3 separate regions of the Rattus norvegicus genome follow, and regions 2 and 3 are each linked to region 1. Evidence: chromatin contacts called from public Hi-C data. All regions are on one chromosome and are shown on one strand. Each heading gives the region's core, a stretch centred on a gene start, on an enhancer-like site or on the middle of the called end of the contact. The rest is flanking DNA. Distances are from core to core; before and after follow the strand shown. Region 1 holds the start of Baat (bile acid CoA:amino acid N-acyltransferase). Region 2 overlaps Plppr1 (phospholipid phosphatase related 1). Region 3 overlaps Plppr1 (phospholipid phosphatase related 1).

Region 1 (3,744 bases), core at 570-3,069:
GAGAAAACCAGAATTATCACGGAGCCAAGCAAATTTCCTAGTGATCCTTGTTCCAGAACTCTCACCAGAAATCCTCAGTTTTAAAGTCTAACAAATTCCTGTCAAAGCCAAAGATCCTCCCGAGGGGTTCACAAATGCAGGGAATCCAGGCTTTTGATGAGAAAGGGGACTTAATCCTGCCACTAAAAAATTAGTGACATCAGCGATGCACTGAACTTAATAAGTCTGTCACAGTCCGAGACCCAACTCACACTTGACTCAGGTCACACTGATTAGCCCCAAGTCCCAACAAAACATGGTCAAAGCTCTTTTTACTAAATTTATTGTGGGGGTGGGGTGAGTGTATGTATGTATGTGTGTATATGCAAGTCTATGTGCATTTGTATGTGCATGTGCGTGCGTGTGTGTGTGTGTGTGTGAGAGAGAGAGAGAGAGAGAGAGAGAGAGAGAGAGAGAGTTTCTGTGACAGCCGATGGGAGTTGGCTTTCCCCTTCAATCACATAGCCCCCAGAGATAGAACTCAGCTTGTCAGACTGGGCCACAAGCAATATCACTGCCCTCCCCCTTTCAGATATTGCTTTTATACAACACATCCAGGATCCATTTTTTTATTATGATGCATAAAATTTATTTAAAATTCGTGAATCCAAGAGAAAAGAATCACTATATTAGAAAGAAAAGCATCCCAGATGTTGGAATTACCAGACAGCAAATATAAAGGTACCAGTCATAAGGACAGCTCAGAGTAAACCAGGAAGAGAAAAACCAAGATGAAAGATTAGAGGACGTGAGGCATGGGAAAATGTTCAAACAGTTATGGTTTAATATACTGAGTAAATTCTCTAATAATTGGCACCTTGGAAAGATGCGTTAGAGATAGGCACAGGGGAAATACTTATAAAAACTAGGGCTGAATTTCCCCTCAATTCACCAAAAAGCACCAGGTTACAGTCACAGAAGTATAACAAATATGGGGACAAACCCAGCTGAAATTCCAGCTCTCATTATAATCAAACTGCTAACACACAACAAATTTTAATGTAGCCAGAGAAAAATGGACACGTTACAGAGGAAACCGACAAACATAAAATAACACTTGGCTTTATCATAAAGACAATGCACAAATCAGGAGGCAAAAATCCCTCACTCATGGTGCTCAAAAGAGAAAAATAAATAAATAAAGTGAAATGTTTAAAATTCCTTACCCAAGAAATATCCACATCAAAAATGGAGACAAAAGAAAGAAATTTCAATGGGGAAGAGGAGAAAATACATTTTCAGTAAACAATACTTCAAGAAATGATGAAAGGCAAGAGCACATTTATTATCTGGGTAAATATGAAAGCCCTTTTCAAAATTTCATCACTTATATAGATACATGATATGAACTTAAAAATAGTTAAAAGTCTATAGCCCGTTCAAAATAAAAGTAACTGTAGTATGAGGTTTATCTACGAAATATGACAATTAGGTGGAAATGTTGTAAATACAGGATTCTTATATCCCTGTTTTTCAAGTAAGATTTTCTGCAGGTAGATAGCGATAACTTCAAGTACTTATCAAGAGTACATCGAGCTAAGAGATAAAAGATATGAAAGCTACTAGGCGTCAGAGCAATTCATTAAAGGAGCAAGCTGCAAAGAAAAGAGTCCAGCTAGCTAATAATCACTTACCGTAGTTCGACAGCAACCCTCTGAAATGCAGAGTGCTCTGGATAAGGAGGCCCTGTAGGTTAGCACAGATGCACAGGACTTCCCAATCAAGGTTCTGACAACTTTGTGGATAAGAGTTTTGAAAACTTCAGACTATCCAGTTAAGGCTGGGGAAAAAGTCTTAGTATTTCCCTCCTCAACCAAGCATAAGTAGGCTGAACCAAGAGAGGTGATTAAGATCTTGGAATTTGGACTTTGGATAAATGCCTGAAATAAAGATATCTAAAAATAAAAGCATCAGAGCTGCCAGTGTGGAAAAGCCCTAACAAACAGCCTTTCACAGCAACTCTTCTCTGAAACCCTGTCCTTTGCTGGAGTGTGGCCCAGAGCTCCTGTGTACCCAGCACTAGGGAGACTGAGGCAGGACGGAAGTTAAAAACCAGCCTGGGCTACATAGGGAGACCCTGTGTCAGGAAAACAAAAGAGCAAAACAACAACAAAAAGAGACTGTCTCTGTGACACAGCGTGTGTTATTTCAAATGGAAGTCTCGAAGGCAAGGGAATAAAATCATCTGGGATTCACTCTTGCACACGTTCTGTTCTCAATACTGGCTCAGAGCTGGGGACACAACTTCCAGGGTATGGGGCCTCCTTGTGGTCTTTCTGGATGAGCCTGTTTGGGTTTTGCACGTCATCGCTGGAACGTGAAGAGATAGACAGCTGAAAGCTATAACCGCAGCCATTTTATGTTTGTCAAGAAGGCATAAGCCCCTGTTAGATTCAAATGGGAGGGGGGAGCACAGACGTCTTTTGACAGTGAGTTAAATAGCAATATGGGTAAGGGAGGATGGTATGGGATATACGCATGCACTTCTGTTTCAATTTTACTGCCATTTGCAATCTTTTGGGAATAAAATATGCCACAGCAGGAGTAGGGGAATAAGGGAGCAAATGATAAATCAAATGAGTAGAAAGTGAATACCAAGATGGGGAATTTCAACATAACCATATTTCAGACTGCATTATGGGACTGAAGAGTCAGCTCTGTAGTCAGGAACACTGGCTGTTCTACCAGGGGAAGAAGACTCCTAACACTCGCATCATGACTCATAACTGTCCATAACTCCAGTTTCCAGTATTCTGATGCCCTTTTCTGGCCTTTGCAGCACAAGGTACATAGGTGGCACATGAGCATACAGGCAGGTAAAACACCCACATACGTAAAATAAAAACAGAAATGAGAGAAAAATACAGGGATGGTTGAAGAGAGGTGAGGTGGCTATTCTTGGTTGTCAACCTGACTGTATCTGGAATGTACGAGGGACAATTATATCATGCTAGATGTAATTAAGACCTGGTAAAATATACAATGTGTTTATGATTGCAGATTGGATACTTACATTATGTTTAGGTGTTCTTGTGATCTGGTTATTGTTATCATTTTGAAATTAAACATGGCATAAGGAAATATGATTGTGTGTCAAGTTGAAAGGGGGTAGATTTGTAGTGGCTATTCTTGTTAACTTGATTGCTTTGGAATCAGCTACAATCCAGAAATGGAGGGCTTACTTGTGAGAGGTTGTGGGGGTTTGTTGTTGCTGCTGTTGTTGTTGTTGTTGTTTTTGGTTTTTTGTTTGTTTGTTTTCTTTTGAAGTGAATGAACAGTTCCAGTCCAGACCTTTTAGGCAGGAAGACACACACACATTTGACCTGGCTCTTGAGGACGGAATACACACCCTTAATCTGGGGAACACCTTCTGCAGGAAGCCTATACAAGGACTTAGAAGAAGGAAGCTTTTGCTCTTTGCTTGCTTGCCCTTTCCTTGATAGTACATCCATTCCTCGACGGGTATTAGAACCTACTTCTTAGGATTCTAGCACATACTGAAGGCCACATGAGACATTTAGCCTGTAGAGTGAGAAACTACTGAATTCTTGAACTTTCCATCACAGCCAGCCACTGTTAGCTTACCTGAACTGCAGCCTATAATATCATTCTATTAATTCTGTTACTCTAGAGAACCCAAATACAGGTGAGCTTGTTTTGTGCCTTATCCAGGCTTCCCCCCAAAGCTCATTTTGACATAACAGC
Region 2 (3,744 bases), core at 333-2,832, 230 kb before region 1:
AGTTATACACAGAGGAGAGAAAGCTCAGTAGGAAAGATAGCGTGTAATTACTTAATGTAAACACTAAAGAAAAAAGCTGGACAGAGATTGAAATTACCAGAGAATTCCCACGGGTTCTTGGTGATGGATAAACTGAAGAGATGGGATTTAAGAGTGGGACCAATTGAGCTCATCCTAAGTGCTGGATAGAAAGGGGGCTGATATATTCTAAAAGAATAAAATGGTGGATCCTTGTGAAAGTGGAAAGTAACAGGACAGGTGGCAGCTACATTTTATGGATGGTGAGTGGCCTGAGGCAGATAGATCGGAAGGGGATGGAAACTGGAAGGAGAAATGTGGAAATAAATGAGCCAAAGTCCTAAGTCACAGACAAAATAAAGTAAAACAAACAAACAAGCAAACAAATAAACACACATCCTAGTTCACTCTCCTGTTCACTTTGGAATCAGTACAACACTATAGCATGTTCAGAGTCATAATCTGCAAGGACGTTCACCTACCACACAGGCCAGTTCTCTCACCTGGTGGTCAACCACTAGATCTGATTTGAGAAGTTTCTTATTCAGCATTGGATCAATCCTCAGTGGCTTTGTGTTGAAATGAAAACAGAGATCATATACAGTTATCCATGTCAAACACAGAAGCTCAGGAATCAGAGTAGTTCATGGGTGTAATCCCAACATTTGGGAAATAGGTGCAGGGGGATTTAAGGTCAGCCTGGGTTACCTAAGGAACTGTCCCCAGGTATTCTGTAAGATTTCTACGGCAGCTGCACTTGTTAATTTCCCTTTCATTACATTTTCCAAACTCTAGGGTTTTAGCAACAGAAACAGAATGTCACCAACCTAAATAGGGACAACTTCATGATACTGATTGTTTCTTCTGTGAGAATAAGCAACATCTGGATATTGAAACTTACTTTCTATTTCCTGTTCATGAACTGAAGACACATAAAATGCAGAGGGGCCATCCAATATTCAATTATTTTAAGAATCTCTTCCTGATAACCCGATGCATTTCTTCCAGCATCTTCCCTGCACATAAGTTTCGCTTCATAAATTGGGATCATTTATATCTCATGTAAGGAAGGATCTCTTTATTGACCTGTCACAAAAAGGTTATTTAAATAAGACACCTCGGTCTAAAATGCTTTGCACTTGAAAGCAGTCAGCTCTGAATCTCTGCAATGTGATCTTATCAATGTGATCTTATCAAGGTCTTCAGCAGGAAGTAAAATTAGACATGGAAACTGCCTGTGAATTTGGAGAACCCGTTTGGAGGGGCACAGTCAGCAACATCAGCAGATTCCATGGCTTCCAATTTTTTCTGTGCCTTGCCAAGTGACTGAAGTCCAGAGACAATTTGACGGGTGCCTTCTGACTTTAATTAATGTTTAATAGTCGGTGGCAAAAAATGTTCCTCCTCTCATAACTTCTCATTAAGTCCCTTTTGAATCAGTTAACACTGTTTAGAAAGATGTAGATATTTTCCCTAATTATGGTAATCTTGACTAGTGTCGTAAAAAACCATTGCTCCACATCACACTGTCAGAGATCGTTACAGATGTGTACACACGTCCTCCCTTCCCCCTCCTGGAACCAATCCAGTCATGGCTGCAAATTCAATTTACTTAAAAGATTTAAGGAAGAGAAGGGAAAGCCCACTATATCATCATATCCCATTCAGTCAATTCCAGAATAAAAGTGGAAGTGTATTCATCAAGACCCAGTGTTTAAACATCAAGGACTATTGATACAGAATTCTGTTTTCTTTTAGTAAATTTCATTACTATAAAACCCCATTCATTCTGCAGAGCAAGAGTGAGTCGAGACAATGGACTTCCACATTTCCCATGCTTGCTATTTCTATCCTGTCGAGAGAGAGCCATAGGGTTATAAGCGGCTCTTCTGAGATTCTCTAATTTATATGATAAGCAAGCTTGAAAGAACCAGGCACACAGGGCTTAACTCCTTTCTCCTGCCTTCATCTTGGGAGGCAGATACCACAGGGAACTTGTGCTCTACTCTGTTCTATGTGGGAACAGTCGTGGTTTCCTGTCGTGGAGCGCAAAGCTACCTAATTACATGGTTCAGTCCTAGGAGGCCCATCTTAGCCTCATGCTGTAAACCAGTGTTTAGAAGAATCGAAGACTCGAGGGTTATTTTAATACTGGCCCTGTATACACTTGGGAGGCTACCATGTGTTTCATGTCTAGCCCTCTTTGAAGTCCATGCTACTAAACAAAGGCTGAATATTAAAAAAAAAAAAAAAGTAAAGCACCACACCCCTTTTTAGGGATGGGTTTTTGGTTTGGGCATTATTATTATTATTATTATTATTATTATTATTATCTTTAATCTTTTTTACAGTCTAGTCGTTATCCTCCATCCAGGTCTGTCCTCCAGCAGTTTCTCATCCCATTCTCCTCCCCCCACCCAGTCTCCAAGAGGATGTTCCCACCCCACACCACACACTATCAGGTCTCCCCACTCTCTGGGACCTCAAGTCTCTTGAAGGTTAGGTGCATCTTCTCTCACTGAAGCCAAACCAGGAGGTCTTCTGCTGTATATGTGTTGGGGCCTCGTGCCAGCTAATGTATGCTGGTTGGTAGCTCACTGTCTTAGAGATCTCTGGGGTCAGGTTAGTTGAGACTGCTGGTCTTCAATGGGGTTGCCCTCCATGTTTTAAAAGAAGCTTTATTATATTTTTTCTTTCACATGACTGTCTACTCCAAATTTCCATTTCGTTTTATTGTAAATACTGCTGAGCTCTCTGTCCTTTCTTGGTCCATCCCACATCTACTACATTAAAAGGAACCATGAGAAGAGTTGGAAGTGTCTGGGGCCCAAGGTTTTCTCAGCAGTAGGTCATTGGTAGTATCAATGCTTACATCTTGACATTTTTCCTTTGCCCATATTAGGAATTATCCTCCCTGTTTTACTGAGTTTTCATGAGGATGAGAGACTTTCCCCACACTCACATAGCTGCCACAGAAGAGCAAGGATTTGCACTGGCGGGCCCCCAAGCCAGCAACTCCACAACTGTCACAAGCTTCAACATTTGATTGCCATGACCACTGAATGGTGGAAGGGAGGGGACAGGAAAAGGTTCTCTATAAGGAAAAGGCTGTGATTCAGGAGCCAACCGTAGCCTGCTAGCTCCTGACCAAGCATCAGGCCATAGTTCTTTAGTTTTGTTTTCTTTCTGCTCTCAAATAGTTGAGCCATATGCAGGAAACACACTCTCTCTCTCTCTCTCTCTCTCTCTCTCTCTCTCTCTCTCTCTCTCTCTCTCTCTCGTTATATAATGAGATCCTGTCTTAAACAAACAAATACAAATGAAAGAAATGAGGCTGATAAAGACCTAAGTTGGGCTTTTAGCATGTGCTAACACGTGTGTGCACGCATGTACATACACACACACACACACACACCATGCTCACACACACAAAATACGCTCACACACACAATATACTACACATACACACATCACACTCTCACACACACATACACATACACAAACATACATACACCACACACACACACACACACACACACACACACACACACACACACACAAGCATTGATTACTTTGTGTTACCACAATAAAAAATTACTTTAGAGAAAGGTATCACCCATTCTAATTCCGGTGCTCTGACTCTGCTAGTCTGCTTGTGAGAAGGATTTTCCCTTTCCTGTTACTCTAAGGACCAGAGATGCCAGGTTTCTTCTGACTCACGACGGA
Region 3 (3,744 bases), core at 588-3,087, 150 kb before region 1:
CCTAACCTTCCATAGATCTTAGTTTGAAGAGAACTTTGATAATTGTCCATTTATACCCTCCTGGTTTATAGGTGAGGAAACCAAGGCCTCATGAATACCTAAGAATACACAGTCAGAGCTGTGGCTAAGCTCCTGGAACTGGAACTCTCTGAATATTCTGCCACAGTTTTGACTGGTTTCAGAACAGCATACCTTGCTCGTCCCTACCTGTAGGTTTTCAAGTGTTGACCTGGATGTGGTTAAGCTCACAGTGTGCAGGTCAGAATTAAACCTGTGTCTCCTGTGATTCTTGCAACATGCGTTATGCTCTGTTAAGAGTTGGATATTCCCAGAAGAGTCTAAGACCCCAAACTTCACTTCTCCCTAAATCACACAGTCTCCCATTGCTCTGCTAGGTCATAATGCATTGTCTGTTTGTTTTGCTCTCATCCGAGGAAGAGCAATGGTACCTTCTTGTTTTCCTACATTTTAATTCACATGCATGTTGGAAATGGCTTATTTCATCTTTCTCTGATCTATGCTTCTTTTGAACCTAGAACTCAAGAGCACAACTCTGAGCTAGAACACATATAAGCCAACACCACAAGGTCATTCACTGGTGCGTTTGTCATGTACCTTTCGTGGGTGCAAGTGGCCATTGGTCAGACCCCTAAGGAAGACAGAGTTAAGGCTCCTTCAGACTACCCAGATATTCTGGGGTACCTCAACTTCCTCCTCAGCCCCATCTCGGCGTTTAGTGTGTTTCCTGGTTTTCAGAATATTGATTGGTTCCTAAATTTTCTGGAGTGATAATTTGTATAAAGCCATGTGCTTTTGCTTCTCTCCTGTTTTGCATTTTTATCAGATTCAAGTAACTACTGTGTGAAATTGATTTTGATAATGCCATTAGAAAAATAAACGGGTAACTTAAACCAGTGTGTCATCATCAGATGAAACCTGAATATCGGCAGCAGCAGAAAGAATTCGCCATGCTGGCTTCATCCAAGGATTCGGACATCATCCTGTTTAAAGCAGGCCTCGCACTCAATTAGATAAACCCAGATACAACATTCTGACTGAATAAACGTTTTCTGTTATGTGCTAAATTATGCTTTCAGGATTACTCAAGACTGATGGATATGCTAATTGCCAGGGCTTCATTGCAAGATGCATAGAGGTGCTGAAACACTACACAGCTCTCCTAAATATCTGCAATTATTATGTGCCAAATATAGAGAAAATTCTAATGAAAACGTTCAGCAGTTGCTTTCTAGGTACCATGTAATATTGTGAAGAATATCAACTAATGGTCTATGTTCTTCATGGTTGATATTTTACAGGAATGACTCAAACATACCTAGAAAACAATAGAGAAGCACAAAACATCAAATTGGACATATGTATTGCATTTAACACTTTAAGCAACAATTCCCACAGTCAGAAGATCACAATATTTTACAATCTATGTAACTTTGATCTACCAGAGTTTTTTGCACCACCTGTTATACAGGCTCAAGAAGCATCTGTATCCCACTAGGATTCATGCTAGAGTTGAAGAATCTTCCTAGAAATCAATTTCCCAATGTAATATTGCCAGATTCATCTACATGAATGTATTCATACTTGGGACATCAAATATTCTATAGGTTATAATCTTAACTCTCAGCCTTGCGGGAGGAGGGGGATTAGGGTTACTGAACTCACCACATTTGATCAGAAATAATGAGATAAGTCTGTAGTCCTAGAACCCACATAGGAGGTTGAGACAGGATTGAAGCAAGTTTGAGGCCAGACTGGGCTATGAAGTCCATCTGAAAAGAAAAAGGGAAATGGTGGGTCACCAGTGCCCTCTAGTGCTGTTTTACCAAAGTGTTGTAGTTTGCCAGAAGCATGTTTTCTTACGTGTGGGCATTACGGATACATTTGATAACAACAGTCCACGTTCCCAGTGTCAGAGAGTGCAGCAGCTTTCATTTTGTTCGGATCCTTCACCCTTTTAGGTATTGTGGTACACAAGAATTTTAGTGTTTAAAGCACTTTGAAGTAGACAAAGAAATAGCAAACAAATGTAGCAGAACACATTTGTCCCCGATATGAAAATCAACTTCCAGCGTAATAGTGACCCATAGTTGTGACTGGACCATTCAGATTAGGTCCACTAAGTAGTCAGTGAACAATTTTATATGCTGGCCCCAAAGTGTGCAGACAGTAGTATAGGGCACAGAAAAAAAATCAAATGTGAAATGTCTCCCCTACTTGATATCTTCTGCCACAAACGCATTCAAATAGAAGGTTTACCTGTTATCTAAGAATTTTATATGAATTTTGTAATATCACCACTACATAATTCTCTGGTTCTTAACATAAAAACTATGTGTTCTGCATCCAGCTATTGCTCTTCAATTATTCCTTCTGACAGTATAATTTTTGTTGGGAAACTCATGACGATGCAAAAGTCACTAACAAACTCAGGTTCATTGTCATCGCTACCCTGTTTCCAGACTAACTTACTAGCTTAATGAAGTTGTCCAATGAGATGTAATTTCTAAGGGTCCCTTCCTCAAAGTCCCTGCTTCCGACCTGGGATATGTGTACACTCCTGTGGATGCTCCAGTACAAGGACAACCTGGGACTCACCAGTCTCTCTCCCCCTGCAGATGTACATCACAAGCACAATCAAGACAAAGAGCAGTCGGCTGGCCAAGCCAGTGCTGTGCTTGGGGACCCTCTGTACAGCCTTCCTGACAGGCCTCAATCGGGTCTCAGAGTACCGGAACCACTGTTCAGACGTGATTGCCGGCTTCATCCTGGGCACCGCAGTAGCCCTGTTTTTGGTAGGTCAGCCTTCCTCCTTCCACTTCTTCCATTTTATGTCCTCTGTGTAAAGTCACGGCTCACTGACTTTCCCAGAGTCCAGTCTGAGTCATTGTTACCCATGTCCCTACCCTCTAAACAGCAATTCTCCAAAGAATATGTATGCTTTTCTACAAGAAGAAAATCAGAGTTCCTTTCTTTGAGAAATATGACTCACCAAGTTTCTTGAAAGAGTCAAGGAGAATGCTGTCTTCAAGAAAGATGGCGATGCTCTGTGCTCGAGCTCTCAGCTTGGTCATGAAGATTGATAGCATGGTATGCCTTTATGTGAGTGTTTGAGTATTTGCACTCAGTGTGTGGGGGTCAGGAATAATGCGGGTTTCTAGGTAAAGCACAGAGGACTGACGTCACTAGTGGATCAGACTCCCTCCTGCAAAAGAAGGGGTCTGCAACGCAGGAATTGTCTTAGCGTACATGTATCTACCTTCTCAGACATAGGGAAACCCCACAGCTAATCACTCACCTTTCAGAGGCCTCTTTGTCTGAACATTCCTCTTGGCATCTGACTTCAGCTAAGTGTCTTCTACAGTTGTCGTCCCTGAAGTCTTTTGGCAGGTACAGCTGCGTCCAGATCTTCACAGTTCTGATGATGTTTTAGTTCTTCAAATAGATGGAGACTCATCTATGTGCTCCTGTGGGAAATCCCCAAATCTGACTTGAACTGGAAAAAAAAAAGAATCTTCATTCTTTTTTTCCTGTTCCATTGAAGAATGGTGGGGATATGGAGATACACACTGTCCAATTTGATTGCCTTGATGTCTCTCTTAATTTGTCTTTTCCCTTCACCTCAAGCAACTGTTAGAGTTTAGTTTGTTTTTATTTTCTTCTACATTTTGATTCCATGTAAATAAAATCACATAATATGTAGTATCTGACATTTTACTTCTCTCA

What was found. A called contact is a pair of places that touch in the nucleus more often than the background predicts.
Region 2: a contact with region 1 is called in a Hi-C map of liver, with 4 times the contacts expected there. The contact joins the enhancer-like site here to the promoter of Baat in region 1. A contact is called at or near these places in 3 of 12 Hi-C or Micro-C datasets (kidney and liver).
Region 3: a contact with region 1 is called in a Hi-C map of liver, with 4 times the contacts expected there. The contact joins the enhancer-like site here to the promoter of Baat in region 1. A contact is called at or near these places in 3 of 12 Hi-C or Micro-C datasets (hepatocytes, kidney and liver).

What each region holds. Positions count from the first base shown.
Region 1 is chr5:68,654,318-68,658,061 of GRCr8, forward strand. It overlaps Baat (bile acid CoA:amino acid N-acyltransferase), which reads right to left and starts at 1,820. Exons shown (of 4, transcript NM_017300.2): 1 at 1,674-1,820.
Region 2 is chr5:68,427,554-68,431,297 of GRCr8, forward strand. The region is part of intron 2 of Plppr1 (phospholipid phosphatase related 1); the gene reads left to right. Among named protein-coding and RNA genes, the nearest start is that of Trnaa-agc32, 50 kb to the right of the region's middle. Within about 2 kb of position 1,583, at least 1 of the 93 cell types and tissues checked has an H3K27ac peak or open chromatin away from gene starts, as enhancers often do. A contact at or near this core is called in liver, where this site is marked.
Region 3 is chr5:68,506,169-68,509,912 of GRCr8, forward strand. Plppr1 (phospholipid phosphatase related 1) reads left to right here. Exons shown (of 8, transcript NM_201271.3): 6 at 2,637-2,813. Among named protein-coding and RNA genes, the nearest start is that of Trnaa-agc32, 29 kb to the left of the region's middle. Within about 2 kb of position 1,838, at least 1 of the 93 cell types and tissues checked has an H3K27ac peak or open chromatin away from gene starts, as enhancers often do. A contact at or near this core is called in liver, where this site is marked.